5 separate regions of the Mus musculus genome follow, and all the other regions are linked to region 1. Evidence: chromatin contacts called from public HiChIP or PLAC-seq and promoter capture Hi-C data. All regions are on one chromosome and are shown on one strand. Each heading gives the region's core, a stretch centred on a gene start, on an enhancer-like site or on the middle of the called end of the contact. The rest is flanking DNA. Distances are from core to core; before and after follow the strand shown. Region 1 holds the start of Nfia (nuclear factor I/A). Region 2 has its middle 97 kb from the start of Gm34784. Region 3 has its middle 64 kb from the start of Gm34784. Region 4 has its middle 17 kb from the start of Gm34784. Region 5 overlaps Nfia (nuclear factor I/A).

What was found. Promoter capture Hi-C pulls out the DNA fragments that hold promoters and counts their contacts. HiChIP or PLAC-seq counts read pairs in DNA pulled down with a chosen protein or histone mark.
Region 2: an H3K4me3 HiChIP or PLAC-seq map of embryonic limb bud shows a contact between it and region 1, with 6 times the contacts expected there. The contact joins the enhancer-like site here to the promoter of Nfia in region 1. A contact is called at or near these places in 6 of 39 promoter capture datasets (the C10 cell line, cranial neural crest, frontonasal cranial neural crest and 3 more), 1 of 15 datasets of contacts at CTCF or cohesin (large pre-B cells), 2 of 484 Hi-C or Micro-C datasets (embryonic stem cells and uterus), 12 of 115 datasets of contacts at active chromatin or transcription factors (bone marrow-derived macrophages, craniofacial prominence, embryonic basal ganglia and 8 more) and 1 of 9 other capture datasets (embryonic stem cells).
Region 3: a promoter capture Hi-C map of hematopoietic stem and progenitor cells shows a contact between it and region 1. The contact joins the enhancer-like site here to the promoter of Nfia in region 1. A contact is called at or near these places in 6 of 39 promoter capture datasets (the 3T3-L1 cell line, the C10 cell line, hematopoietic stem and progenitor cells and 3 more), 1 of 15 datasets of contacts at CTCF or cohesin (the NIH/3T3 cell line), 2 of 484 Hi-C or Micro-C datasets (bone marrow-derived macrophages and pre-megakaryocyte-erythroid progenitors), 14 of 115 datasets of contacts at active chromatin or transcription factors (bone marrow-derived macrophages, cardiomyocytes, craniofacial prominence and 10 more) and 1 of 9 other capture datasets (liver).
Region 4: a contact with region 1 is called in an H3K27ac HiChIP or PLAC-seq map of heart atrium, with 11 read pairs. The contact joins the enhancer-like site here to the promoter of Nfia in region 1. A contact is called at or near these places in 1 of 39 promoter capture datasets (the C10 cell line) and 7 of 115 datasets of contacts at active chromatin or transcription factors (bone marrow-derived macrophages, embryonic hindbrain, embryonic limb bud and 4 more).
Region 5: a contact with region 1 is called in a CTCF HiChIP or PLAC-seq map of the NIH/3T3 cell line, with 11 read pairs. The contact joins the enhancer-like site here to the promoter of Nfia in region 1. A contact is called at or near these places in 4 of 39 promoter capture datasets (the 3T3-L1 cell line, the C10 cell line, liver and 1 more), 1 of 15 datasets of contacts at CTCF or cohesin (the NIH/3T3 cell line), 6 of 484 Hi-C or Micro-C datasets (cerebellar granule neurons, granulocyte-monocyte progenitors, group 2 innate lymphoid cells and 3 more), 20 of 115 datasets of contacts at active chromatin or transcription factors (acute myeloid leukemia, bone marrow-derived dendritic cells, bone marrow-derived macrophages and 16 more) and 2 of 9 other capture datasets (adipose tissue and liver).

What each region holds. Positions count from the first base shown.
Region 1 is chr4:97,776,219-97,779,018 of GRCm38.p6, forward strand. Nfia (nuclear factor I/A) reads left to right here and starts at 1,408. Exons shown (of 11, transcript NM_010905.3): 1 at 1,408-1,776. The coding sequence starts at 1,750. Gm38709 (a long non-coding RNA gene) reads right to left here and starts at 1,205. Exons shown (of 5, transcript XR_003955232.1): 1 at 811-1,205; 2 at 1-5.
Region 2 is chr4:98,222,123-98,224,922 of GRCm38.p6, forward strand. It overlaps the pseudogene Gm12691. Among named protein-coding and RNA genes, the nearest start is that of Gm34784, 97 kb to the left of the region's middle. Within about 2 kb of position 1,374, at least 23 of the 459 cell types and tissues checked have an H3K27ac peak or open chromatin away from gene starts, as enhancers often do. A contact at or near this core is called in craniofacial prominence, embryonic limb bud and second pharyngeal arch cranial neural crest, where this site is marked.
Region 3 is chr4:98,189,108-98,191,907 of GRCm38.p6, forward strand. It overlaps the pseudogene Gm12691. Among named protein-coding and RNA genes, the nearest start is that of Gm34784, 64 kb to the left of the region's middle. Within about 2 kb of position 1,429, at least 31 of the 459 cell types and tissues checked have an H3K27ac peak or open chromatin away from gene starts, as enhancers often do. A contact at or near this core is called in hematopoietic stem and progenitor cells and pre-megakaryocyte-erythroid progenitors, where this site is marked.
Region 4 is chr4:98,141,684-98,144,483 of GRCm38.p6, forward strand. No RefSeq gene overlaps it. Among named protein-coding and RNA genes, the nearest start is that of Gm34784, 17 kb to the left of the region's middle. Within about 2 kb of position 1,373, at least 17 of the 459 cell types and tissues checked have an H3K27ac peak or open chromatin away from gene starts, as enhancers often do. A contact at or near this core is called in heart atrium, where this site is marked.
Region 5 is chr4:98,059,898-98,062,697 of GRCm38.p6, forward strand. All of the region lies in intron 7 of Nfia (nuclear factor I/A), which reads left to right. Among named protein-coding and RNA genes, the nearest start is that of Gm34218, 38 kb to the left of the region's middle. Within about 2 kb of position 1,409, at least 29 of the 459 cell types and tissues checked have an H3K27ac peak or open chromatin away from gene starts, as enhancers often do. A contact at or near this core is called in the NIH/3T3 cell line and adipose tissue, where this site is marked.

The DNA of each region.
Region 1 (2,800 bases), core at 158-2,657:
GGAATCTGGGGAGTTTTAAAGAAGGGTAGGTAAATACAGAAGGCTGCAAAACTTCAGGAGGGAGAGGAGGAGGAGAAAATGAGAGTTTGGAGGAGACAGGTATACTTTTTCCCCCTCTAGAAGAAAAGAGAGTCTAGAGAGAAAGTGTTGAGTTTTTTTTTTTTTAAGGAAGAAAGAAAGAAAGAAAGAAAGAAAGAGAGAAAGAAAGAGAGAAAGAAAGAAAGAAAAGAAAGAGGGAAGGAAGGAGGGAAGGACAGAAGAAAAAGAAAGCTGGAAGAGCAGGCTTGTTGGCAATGTGCCAAACCCTAAAACCACCCCCCCCCCTTCTGCCAAAACAATACTTTAGCAAACCTAAAATAATTGCAGGAAGCTCTTTTCCATCTTGAGAACTATTACCTGGGGAAGGGAAAAGTTGGGATCCACAAAGACGCACCCTTGAAGAGTGTGTCTGGGGAACAGGGACTCAGATGTTAGTCCTGGGCTCCCATTTGGGGATACAAACATATCTCTTTCCTAAGGGGGCAACCCTTTCACAGTTTTCCTTCTCAGTATACAGAAAAATGTCCCAGCTAAACCACTGTTGTTTCTGACGTGACAGAACTTTTTTGGGCGTTTGTGTTTAAACCCACCAGCTCCTGGGTTCTGGGAGAGAAGAGCGTTCGCTCATGACTCTCCTCCTTGCTTTCTCCAGACACCTCCTCCCCCGCAATCTGGGGAATCTTTGGGGTGATCTTCCTATCCCCCCCACCCCCAGATTCTGACTGCTATAGAGTCGTAGCTGAAAAGTTAGCAGGCTTTTGTGCATATTACCTCTCCCGACGATACTATTCCCATAGAAAGCTTCGCAGGAGAGATTACAATGCTTTTGAGCTTTACCGCATTTCAGAGGAAGGGAGGAAAAGTTACCTAGAAGGTCTGATTTTTTACAAGAAATTTGCATACATGCAAATGTAACGCGCGCCCTTCTCTGGGGTTCCTAGGGAGCCCAACCCGCGGCCCACGGGGGTGCGGGGCGCCCCGACAAAGTTGCCCCAATCCTCTCCCGACGTCCGCGGAGGGCTGCGGCGCGGGTGGGGGGATGGGGAGGAGGAAAAGTAGTTTTGTTTGCTTAAGCACATCCTGTGGCAGCCTATAGCCGCCCGGAGGACACGCTGAAAAAACCGCTCCGCGCCGCGTTCCCGGGGACCGCGCCGAGCGGGGCGGGGGGCGGGGGGCCGCGGGAGGCAGCGAGCGCGGAGCGAGCGGCGGGCGGGCGGGCGGCCCTGCAGGCTGGGGACCGGTGTCAGCGCCGCAGCCGCCCCTCCCCCACCCGGCTCCCCCCCACCCCGCCCCCCCACCCCCACCCCACCCCACCCCCACACCCCCGCGGCGGCGGCGCGAGCGGGCGGCGGCCGTGCGGTGCGGTGCAGAACGCGGCGCAGGCGGGCGCGCGGGCAGCTCGCGGGCACCCGGCCGGCCGGCGCGGGAGCGGGAAAGGGTGCGCTATGCCTTTAACGCCCGCGTACAGTAGACAGTATAGTGGAGTGTAGGGAAACTCTAGGCGGGGTTAAAGTTCAGCGCGTGGAGCGGCAAGAGCGCTGGCTGCTGCAGTTGAGCCGAGTTGGAAATGTGAACGCAAGAAGCAGGCTTGATTTTTTATTCCTCCCCCCCTCCTAGCTCTCTCCTCCTCTCTCTCCCTCTCGCACCCACACTCACGCACACCTCCAGCCCGCACACAGACGTGCACGCACCCCCCGCCGCCCGGCAGTTATGTATTCTCCGCTCTGTCTCACCCAGGTAAGCAGCTGCGGGGGCGCGGGGCGGCCGTGTGCCTCGGCGGGAGCCGTGTCTGCGCGTGTTTCTGTGTGTGCGCGCGCGTGTGCGGGGGGGGGGGCTGCAGCTTTAAGAAAGTAACTTTGTTTCCATGCGGGTGCATTCCTCCTGCTCGGCCATTTGTGTGGGCACATGGCTAATGGCGCCCTCTTATTAATGCGTTAATTAATATCGGGGCGCCGGACTGCGGAGCTCCGCCGGGGCTTGCGGGCGCCCCGCACGTGTGTCCGCGGCTGCAGCCCCTGACACGCTGCAATCTGGACTCTGGCGGCTGCGGCGCGGAGCGCGGTGCCCGCGATTCCTCCGCTCCAGGGAGGGGCGGCTGAGCCCCGCAAGCCCCGCACGCCGGCTGCACCCGGGGCGCCCTGGCTGCCGGGGTCCTCCCGCGCCGCCGCGCCCCCCGCCGACGCCCCGAACTCTTACTTTTGTTTTGTGCCAGCTTTGCGGGCCGGCCCGGGCAGCGCCCCTCGGACGCGGCGGGCGGGCAGTGCTAGCCTTAGTCCGTGGGCTGCGGAGACGCACTCCCCGCGCCGGCCCGGGACCTTGCTGTCCTTGCCTCCTGCCCGCGACCCCCAGGCGAAAGTTTCGGGGTCTGGCGAGCCCACGCCGCGGAGGCCACAGAGCCGCCAAGGCCGCGGGTCGGGCCGGGCTGGGCCGCTGCGGGCGGAGTGGGACTCCGGCTCGAGGGCGAGCGGCGGCCAGGGCCCGAGTCGGCTGCCCCGCCGCCGCCGCCGCCTAGGCAAGCCCCGGGCGGCTCAGCCAGCAGGACCCGGCAACTTTCCCTGCAGCCCCACTCGCGGCGTGGGGCCTGGTGCCCCTCCGCCTGCCCCTCCTGCCCGAGCCTCCCAGCCCATCCCTCCCGGTCGAGTCTGCACCAGCAGCAAGGAAACACTGCTATTTTGCGGCTCCGGATCTGGTCCCGTTTGAATATATTATTTATTTTCTCTGACTAAAAGGCATAAAGTCAGAGTGATTTGCGCTAATTTTT
Region 2 (2,800 bases), core at 124-2,623, 450 kb after region 1:
TGAGAAAGACATGGATCTGTTGGCAAATCAGAGTCTGCTGGAGGCATGAATGCCCACACAACGTCTTCTTACAGAAGGCAAGTGAGCATAGTACATAGGCTGCTGATACAGGTATAGCTAGTTATCCCTGACCTTGGGCCAGAAACTGGGTTCCAGGAGATCAGCATTTTGTATACACGTTCTCATTCAGTCCCCACAACAGTCCTAGAAAGTGGGTATGGGTTTTTTTCCATGCCCTGTCTATAGAAGAGGAAGTTAAAAGTCAAAATATTGCTAGAGTTTGATGTGAACTATCCTCCACAGGTTCATGTGTGTGACTACTTAGTCCATCCACTGACCATGTAGTTTGGGGAGGTTATAGATCTTCCCACATCCACTGTTATGAGCATGGAGTATGGCCAAGATAACATAAGTGAATCCCTTAAGGGTAGGTCTTAAAGGTTATATGTGTTTTTAACTGAGGTCTCTGTATCCTGGCCACCAATATGTGAGCCATTCTGACACAACCCCACCATCGTGAATTCTGGTGTGATAGGTTTGAACCTGTGAGCCAATATAAATCTTTCCTCTGTTAAGTTTCTTCTGTCAGGTATATTATTACAACAATGAAAATAAACATCTAATACATTAAGCAATATACTGAGTTAAACACTGAGCTAGAAGTCCAGACTAAGTCTACCTGATCCAAAGACAACAGGTTTTTTGCTTCTGCTCCTAACAGTGTAGGGCTTCCCATTTTTAACTCCATTGGTAACTAGTTTAAAGAGTCTTCCACCTCACCTGTAGCAGCTGATTCACTTAAATGATGGACCACATCTGATTTCTTTTCTTCCTTTCTGACTGCTGATGTTTTGTTCTTTGTCTGAGTCCCCAAAGAAAGATTATAAAATGAGGCCTTCCTTCATGTGCCTGGCAAGTCACAATGATTAGCAGTGGAGAGAAAAAAAAAAGCAAACACAGGCTTGGATACTGTAGGCCGCTCTCCTTCCAGGTAAGGATGACCAAAGAGAAAACCTCTGAGTCTTTCTCAACTGATACCACACTTGAATAGCTGGTCTTTTTCCTCTTAATTGTAATCTTAGGAAACCCTCTGGTTTTGTCCTACTGTTAAAGGGAGCAACGGAAGGAAAACTGAAAATGAATGTGGCCAATATTATTTATTTGGATCTGCTGTCCCATTAGCTGGTTTATGGTTTGAGTGCAGAGTGGTATTTAGTACAGAAACGGCATTTTCTTTGTTTTATTAACTGGGAGTTTAATTGGTTTGTCCCCTTTGGCTCAGCTTGAGAAATGGCTGCATCTTGCATGCACACACTGTACATAATAATAGTGCAAACAAAAGCCAGACATCTGCTCACCAGACCTGCCCCTGCGTCCTCCTCAGCACGGAGTGAAGCATCTCCGGCGAGTCTCCAGTTGGACTTTGCAGGAATGTTGGATCTCGGCAGTGGTTTCCCTCTCACCTTTCCTGCGCGTTTATAGGAGCCTTTGAAGTTCCTCTGAACAAACAGGGTCTCTGTGTTTCACTTATTTCTGAGCCAACCCTGGGGCCTTGGTTCCATCAGCTCCTTATTAAGTGTTTAGTAATTTCAGTATCCACCTTTTGGTCTTGCTCGCTTTTCAAACATCTGGAAGGAATTAGCTTCCAGGCCTCTGTACCATACCTATTTTGTAGTTCTGGAGAGAGTTGTGTGCTAGGGGATGTTGTTGCCCTTAACGAGCTTTCTTTATGGCGTTTAACTGTAAAAGGTCCCCCTCGTTAATATTAATAGACAAAGAGAGAGCAATGCCACTCCACCCTTATTCCGCAAGAGCTGTATTCAGAGCAAGACCTTCATGCTGAAAAGGAGAGAGAAAACATGAAAATGGGGTGGAAGTACAAGGTAAATGAAGGCATTATAATAGTAGTAGGGCCAAGAGCTTGAAAAGGTTTGAATCTGTACCCATTCTATTCTAGAAGCCAGCCTTGTGTGGCTTTTGAGCACTGAAAATGAACCTACTAAAGACCAAAGTGTTGCCAGATATGACACTATACCTGCAATCTCAACACTCAGGAGGCTGAGGCAGGGGGCTTGCTGAAAGTCTGAGGATAGCCTGGACTACACAATGAAACCTTGTCTCAAAAAACCAAAACCAAGCAAAAAAGAGTAAAATTTAAAATATATGCTCGATTTTTTTTAATTAAGCATTTAGAGTGCAAAGGCTCTCATTAGGCATTTTATATAATTATATTCTGAAAATATAATAGTTTGGAGGTGTTATATTAAATAAAAAATACTACTACTTTTCCTCATTCCCTTTTGATTCTTCACTGAAGCTATTAGAAAGTTTAAAGCTACGTAACTAGGTCGTAAATGTGTCTTGCGCCATCTCTCCCTGGACAGGGGGGCACGAGAAGACTGGACAGATTGTTAAACAGGATTGAAGTAGGGCCTGAAGGATTCCTTTCACTGGGGATCCACAAGCATCACACGGCTGAGGCTGCTAAAAAGCCTCCCTGAGAAGGAGCCACAGTAGATTGCAACACCCCGGAGCAGGCAGCTGGAAGAAACTACGTATTCATAAGGTTGTTTTGTTGTTTTGGTTTGTTTTTGTTTTTGTTGTTTTCAAGACAAAATTTTAGAATCAGTTGCTAAGTGCACTAAGGAACAAATAGGAAATAAGTAGATGATTACAGGGAACTGCCAGAATTAGCTAAAAGCCAAACTGACTTCATTAAATGCATTTCCATTTTTAATTAAATGACTAGACGGACAAATCTAGGGAATTATAGAAAAATGTCTGGTTTCAGAAAACTATG
Region 3 (2,800 bases), core at 179-2,678, 410 kb after region 1:
CCGCAGAAGGGAAATTGAGTGACCTTGTTGCACCACCCCAAACCCCTCCCACAGTGACCCCAATTAAGACCACAAGCTGGCCTATTTACAAATATGTAACCCACAAAATGGCAAGTTATAACTCAACCACAACCGATCTGGCCCTTGTTAACCACGCTGCAACAAGAATGTGTACAAATATCATTAGGAAACACTTCTCTAGTATACCAATTGTGCTGAACTCATGCTTTTCTGCCCCTTCAGGAAAGTGGAGTCTACTAGGAACAGTGAGACACCTCCACGCCTCTCTCCCTTTAAACTGATTTGTGGACATCTTCAAAGCCTGGCATCCCGGAGGCCTTTTGACCCCCCATTAAGATTTGATTGGGTCAGTAGGATCTCTTCCCTTAATTCTTTTAAACATATCTGTCTTTAACCTTCTCCACAAGGCTTCTGGATCAATAAATAAGAAGGGTAAAATTGGAAAGAATTTCAGTGGAAACCCTTAAGGAAAGTGTGGTTTCCGGAGAAGGAAGAAAAGTTGACCTTTCATTAAACAGTATTAGACTATAGACTTACTGCGTGTTAGACTATCTTCCCCAATAGTCCTATAAAACTCCTGCTTTGAGATCACTTACTACCAATTAGCCTTCAGGTGCTCACTAAATACTTTGTCTGAATCTTCCCTTAGCAGTGGGGTTGGGATCAAGTCCCTTCAAGAATTGTTCCCTTCAGTCTGTTCTGTCGTCAGCCCTTGCCCACCTCGTGGCACACGCAGACCTTCCCTGAGCTGAAAGATCTCACATATGTTAGCTGCTTCCCCATCACCTCTCCTTCCCTGTCCTTGGATTTCTGTTTCCATTGTCTAGAGATGCTCTGATGAGCCCTGTGGATGCAGTCTTGGTTTAACTGAGCAGGATCAACAACATCAACCCCTTCTGAAACAGAAGTTCTGATCCCACTGAGAAATATAACAAAGCACTAGGGTGGAATGTAGCCAAAACGTCACTTTGATGACTAAGGAAAGTTAACCAAAGCCTTTATCTCTGGGCAAGCACACCTCTGACTGTTCCAATCAGACAGAAGCAGCACCCAGTTCTAGAGAACATGGACCCAACTGCCCTGAAACCCACATGCTTATCCTCAGTCACAGCTTTCTTCTGTTTGTACATAATTTTATTTCAAAAGTATTTGGGGTGACTGTCAAATTCAATAAATCCTGTAGTGAATATGGATCCCAGTCTAAAATTTCAAAGCAATATTATATTTCTCTTGTTTCTGTATATCACGCATCATTTCTAACTCAAATCTACTTTTACTGGGTAGGTGAAAAGTTTAGCTTCACCCATTATGGATGTCCTCACTTTCACATTAGTACAAACATCCAGAGTCTTCCATAACCCCAAAGCATGGAAGAAGTCTCACGGCTGTTTACTCTGTTCTTGGAACAAGTACAGAGGCACAGAGCCAGCCCACATATCTATTCCAAGCCATATTTATATGGGACCATTGGTCTTCTCATCTGAGGCCTTGTCCCTTTTTTAAAACACTGCTTCCATCTCCAGTCTCTACACTCACAGATCTAAGGAGATCCTTACTATGTCTGTCGGCCTAGGAAATCCTCCTCTTCCCACATGTCCTACTTCAGCCTCCTCAAAGGCTTTGGGAAGTTTTAAACAATCCTAGAAAGAGAAATGAACTGCAAGTCCATTACCTCAGATTCAAGCAGGTGGAGCCTGTGAACTGCCCTCCCAGGAGAATGAGAAGAACTTCATGGGAAGTGGGGATTGAAGATTAAGATGCCAGATTTGTTATCTGATGAAGGAGATTTTCTGGTTCATAGACCCTCATCTCAGTATAATCTCATGTGGTGGATTAAATAATAATAGCCCCCATAGGCTTATAGATTTGAATGCTTGGTCATCAGGCTGTGGCACTACTAAGGAGAGATTAGGACACATGGCCTTATTGGAGGAAGTGTGCCCCTGGAGGTGGGCTTTGAGGTTTGAAAAGCCCAGTGTCTCTTTCTTCCTGTTACCTGTGGATGTTGATGTAGAACTGTCAACTACTTCTCCAGTACCATGTCTGCATGCATGCCATCATGCTTCCCATCATGATGATAATGGACTAAACCTACGATACCCCAGCTAAATGCTTTCCTTTATGAGAGCTGCCATGGTCGTGATGGCTCTTCACAGCAATGGAACACTGACTAAGACACTTCCACTGACAGAAGTGGCAAGAACTCTTTGGGTCCCTTCAATAGAAACATTAATCCCACTCAGAAAGACTGTGCCCCATGACCCACTCACTTTCCAACGGCCTCTTCTTCAAACACATGGAAAATCAAGCTTTAACCAAGCATAAACATTAAATCCAGGCAGTTATTTCTAGAAAATCAAATTATAGGTGATTTTTATATTTTTGCCTCCAGCATTTCTACATTTTCAAATTTTATGAGGAAAAAGTTATTAATATTTAGTGACTAGTTTGGGTTGTAACAGAAGATCCACATAAAAGTAGCTTTTAGTTTTTTGTCATGCATGAAATATTCTAGAATGAAATGATATGAGGTCTGGGATTTGCTTCAAAATAATGTAGGGTGGAGGAAAAGCAAGTAGACAGGGGTGTAAATGAACCAAGACTGGCCATGAATTGCTAATTGTTTAAGCTACATGATTGATGGGTGCATGGGGATTCATTACACGAGACTTTACTTTAGCTCGTGCTTTAGGTTTCCTATAACTAAACCTGAGAAAACAAATAGACAAAGAGAGTGACCTCAGTCTCAAAGGAAGCCCAACTGTGAAGTGGGAATGAC
Region 4 (2,800 bases), core at 123-2,622, 370 kb after region 1:
AAGTACAAATTGAGTGTAGCAACATGTATTTTTGTGTAATCTGCCCATCTTATATTAAATTGAATATATCAAAATACAAAGATGTGAGCAAGAAGATTCTCGTACTGCTGGTAGAAGATATTCAATCTAGCAGAAAAAATAAAACCCTAAATATTTTCAGACAGTATTGAATAATTGCATGAACATGAGGGGTGAATTCCGGTGTTCAGAGTTGCTCAAATTTACATCCAACCTAATGTACATCAGCAAGAATACTGGTTAAATATAAGAACGTTTACCATAGGATCTTGGGGGAGAATGCTTGGGTCCAGGTCCTGATGACACAGGATGCTGGCCATGAGATTCTGAAAAGGGTGACTTCATTATCTATGCTTCCAACACCACATTTGTAATGTAGGATATAAAGTCTATAAGCCATTAAGCAGATCGTGTGCATGCAGCTTGTATGAGATAGCTTGACAGGGAGGAATGTTCAAAAGGAGACTGCTATTATTATTATTGCCATAATCCTTATTGCAGAGTACTATGGTATCATTAAAAAATGTCTCTATAGATTTATATTTATTAAGACGTAAAGACACTCTCATTACAGAAGAGAAGGACCACGGTCAGAACTCTGTATACATAGCAATTTCTGAGCAGATACAGGGAGCAAAGCTACTCCTCTCTCCTTTGAAAGGCTATAGAAGTAAAAGCACACAGAAAGCATCCAAACTCAGACGTAACTAACACTGTATTACAAGAGAACAGACATAGACTATAGGAGGAAAGGTCCAACAAGACAGAGCTGTTTCTCCTGAAACCTGAAGATTGTGTGGAGTTGTCCCGTCAGGGTTGAGTGAACACCTTGGGTAAACAACACCTAGGAATTTCTCAAGGAGGGGATATTTGGGCCAGTTAAGGGGGATCTAAATCAAGGGCAACATGTTTAGGTTCTAGATCACAAGTGGGGAGGTCATGATATCTGAGGGCAAGTTAGCTTTGAAAGCTATGGAAAGTTAAATGGAGTAGGGTTGAGTTGATGGGTTCTTATCCCAAGGTATCCGATAAAAACCCTGCTTCTGGCATCTTTGTTTACTTGCTCAACAAGATTCAGAATTGAATCTGGGAAAATGAACCTGGAAAAATCCCATTGCCTAGATTAAAGCAATGTTTACCCGGGAAGGAACAACAACAAAAAGTTCCCTTTAGTCTCCCCTTCTGCTGTTGAAGAGTTCTCATGTCTGCCTAAGACTCTGGGCCATCCAAATTCCACTGTATCCAGGGAGCCTGTGTCAATCTAATCTTTCCCCATTCCCTCAAGGCTGTAGACAGCAGTTGCTGCATTCCCCTTGGGAAGGTATTTCTCCAGACTGTGGCCAGAGGAGTGTCCTTTGCTCTCTCCCAGGAGACAAAGTTAGGGAGGGAGAAGGAAAGTCACACATGATAAATCTGCTCCAGCATTCCTATCTCACAGAGTCTTTGGATTCTTTCCCTTTCTCCATATCAAGGAATTTATGACGTCTCAACTCTGGTTAATGTTGGCACCACAGGGTCCAGGTTTCTGTCAAGCAACTGAACAAACAGTGGTTCCTGCTCCCAGCTGCTCTTAGGTAGCCACATGGTCTGTAAATGGCCATGCCTTCAACCTAGTCCTAGTCCATAAGTCTGTCCCTCTGGCCTTAGTCCAGAGCCTGTAACATCCACTCCTGCACATTTCCCCTAGAGTTATGAAGGTGCCAATTAAGAGAATATGACAAACCATTTGTTAGAGTTGCCCTTTGTTCCCAAGGGCAACTCTAGGTGTTCCATTTCCCACCACCCCTCAAAGTACAACAGACCTTCTTCATTCTGCTTGACCATTCTCTCATCCAGCAGAAAAACAAACAAAGAAACAAACAAACCATAAGCTGTTTGTCAAAACAGAAGATTTGTATAATTTAAGAGGGAACAACTAAGAGTTTAGGTAATAAAAAATATATATATGTACATAGTATGTATCACAATATTACTGGTTTTGCTTGGGTATATTTTGATTTTTAATTAATTATGGTTAATTGTAATTTTAAAACCAAAATTGTACCAGTCAAAGAGGTACACATCTGTGATTTCATCACTTGACAGGCCAAGCAAGAGGATGGCCAGTTCAAGGCCATCCTGGGCTACATATACAGCTTCCCAGGTAGCTGGGACTCTATAGTGAGAGCATGCCTCCAAAGGCTGCAACCAACCAAACAAACAAAACCAGAAGGACCATGTGAGATAGTGACGCTTTCACAAACAGAAGTATTCTACAGAGGCAGAAGGCCATGTGTTAGAGATTTAGTAACACCCCACTGTTGAGAAGTAGATTGGGGTGTTAGCAGTTTATGCTTCATCTTTATCATGTTTTTATTTATTTCACAGATATTAGAAGTATTTGAGGCCCCTGCTAATTATAAATTTTAAGAATTATGAATTTTAAGAAGTTAGTGAGTGTTTTTAATGGGTCTTTTTCAGACTAACTAGCACTGGTCATTTCCAATTTCATTGGTTTTATTGGCTTTAGTGCAACTCTTTCTGTTACAGTGGCTGAACTGTTCTATTTCTGCCCACCTTTGGCTGATGAATCTTTAATGGAGTTGGTGTTGGTTTGTTTTTCCTGAGTGAAAAGGAAAAAAACATTGCTCTTACTCATGTTTGGAGAAAGCATCAAAGAACAAGAGAGGCTCAGCAAGTAGCTCAGTGGTAGAACACATTCAGAGCATGTGTGAGGAGCTGGGCTCTAGCCTCACACGCGCACACACACACGGAACATGTATGAGGAGCTGGGCTCTAGCCT
Region 5 (2,800 bases), core at 159-2,658, 280 kb after region 1:
CAATTTGCCCCTTCTTAGAATTGGGAACAAAACACCCATGGAAGGAGTTACAGAGACAAAGTTTGGAGCTGAGACGAAAGGATGAACCATCCAGACACTGCCCCACCCGGGGTCCATCCCATAATCAGCCACCAAATGCAGACACTATTGCATACGCCAGCAAGATTTTGCTGAAGGGATCCTGTCTCATGTGAGGCTATGCCAGTGCCTGGCAAACACAGAAGTGGATGCTCACAGTCAACTATTGGATGGAACACAGGGCTCCCAATGGAGGAGCTAGAGAAAGTACCCAAGGAGCTGAAGGGGTCTGCAACCCTATAGGTGGAACAACAATATGAACTAACCAGTACCTCCAGAGCTCGTATCTCTAGGTGCATATGTAGCAGAAGATGGCCTAGTCGGCCATCATTGGGAAGAGAGGCCCCTAGGTCTTGCAAACTTTATATGCCTCAGTACAGGGGAAACACCAGGGCCAAGAAGTGAGAGTGGGTGGGTAGGGGATCAGGGGAGAGGGGGGAGGGTATAGGGGACTTTCGGGATAGCATTTGAAATGTAAATGAAGTAAATACCTAATAAAAAATTGGAGGAAAAAATGAAAGTCTAAATTTACACTGCTAATCATTTTCTTTTACATCTTTAATAAAATAAGTTCAATGGTATTTATTAACAACTAATGGAGAGAGCGCATGGTACGGGTGAATTATTTCTTCTGTCATGTTTCTTTAACTTTTATCTACTTATTCTTTGCTCAAACCTGTGTTTTTCCTTGGGCAGCATACTCTTTGATGGCTACCACTATTTCTTATCTAAAAGCCATTTATCACTTTCTGGGAGGCCATGAGGCAAAGCCACTTGATCCTCAAGGTCATTCTCAGGGGACTCTGGACAGTGGAGTGGTCACCTTTGTGTTTGAGGTGCTGCAACAGTTGAGTCTAAAATTTTGTTCAGCTCAGTGCATTCCTATTCTTGTTTGAGAAATACCACCTACCTACAATGCTAACTAGAAATGATTCTGTCAGAAACAGGTCTCTCTGGTCAGCGTTTCTTGCTACCAGTGAAAACAACTGAATCTGTGCTGGAAGAAAGAAAAAAAAAGATTCCTTTCATTCTTTAAATCCAGCAGCACAATTTGTAGGGGAAGAGCAAACCAGGAGCTTTTAACTCTTTAGCTTCTGAGTTTTCACTCAGATACCATAATGGATTCTAAACATGTATCTCATTCTATGCAGTCTTAACTTAGAACCAATTTTTCACCATGCTCTCTGGCTCTTCATCAGGGGGCAAAAACATATTTTTGTCCTTGGAAAGTTTTATGCTTGTTTTTTCTTAATTTTTAAACTCCTTTACTCAGCCATTTATTGTGCAATCACCAAATATATCTCAAGTGTCAGGCTCCGTTCTGAGTCTATCACAGTGAGTGTGACTAAGTGGATAGGAATCTGCTCTACCAAGACAAGATTGTGTAGAAGAGTAAGTGAAGAGTCTAGAAAATTCTGATTTCAGTCATTGTTTGTGATGTCCTCAGTTGAATGACTAAGGGTAAAACTTTACCTAGGTTATCCCAACTTGGTTTCTTCAACCCAGAGTGGAAGCCTGTGAATTTTTTTTCTTTCTTTTTTTTTTTCTTTTTCAAGACAGAGTTTCTCTGTGTAGCCCTGGCTGTCCTGGAACTAACTCTGTAGACCAGGCTGGCCTTGAACTCAGAAATCCGCCTGCCTCTGCCTCCCTAGTGCTGGGATTAAAGGCATGCGCCACCACTGCCCGCGAGCCTGTGAATTTTTATTAAATGAATTCAAGTGGCCTGAAAGCAATGGTTCTGCCTAATTATCTGCAAGACCTGGGTTGGAGTCCTGCTTCTGCTCCAGCCTGCATTTTTACTCTAGGATCTACGAGGATTGCTCAACAATTGTCCACAAAACCATAGACCCTTACGCTATTAGTTAAAAAAATACTGTAATCCTAAGGAGGCCCCCATATCAGTAGGCATCTCAATCATTCCAATGGGATGGTGAGAGAAAGGCAGAGAGAACAGACTGAACTTTGGCTTCTCTTCCATGTTATGCATCACTCTTGGTATTCAGAAAGATAGAGTCCCTAAAACTGTGGACATGTCTAGGTTTTTCCGTGTAGGAGCTCCTGCAGCGTAAAGATTTAAATTACAAAAGGAGGGAAGGGAAAACCATATGGATCCCTGTCTGGAGTCTTTTCTGCCCTGACTTGACTTGGGATGAGTGTTGTCAGTCCTTCACGTGCGGCCATTAGCCTCTGGCGGGTCTTGGCTGTCGTCCTTCCAATTCAAGAACAAAAGCATTCCTGGAAAAAAAATTATTATGCATCTCACATAAGCTTTTTTTATCTAATGTAATCTTGTATAAATGATAATTATCAGGGTTCAAGTATAAAGGAGTCGTCGTCGTCGTCTGACTCTGTTATCAGATTTATGGAGAGAAGCAGCCTCTCACAACATCCCTGCCTGCTCAGCCTGTGGCTGCCTTGGCTTTGAAAGGGCAACAGAGAAAAATGCAACCTGAACCTTCCACTGTAAAGTACAGCATCCAAATTGCATGGGTTCATTAAGTGATCATTTACTACGGACTTCAGAAAAAAAAAAAAAAAAGCTCTAGTCCTGAATTAGTCCCTAGAAATTTCCTTGAAAGGAGTATAAGAGCTTTAACAATGAATTATTATCTATGGAGAGCTCAGCATGAAAGGGGATCCATATGTGCAAAGTAGAATTTGTCAAATGTAATGTCGGTTAAATCAGGTCTAATCTACCAAATACATTTTTTATTGCTTGCTT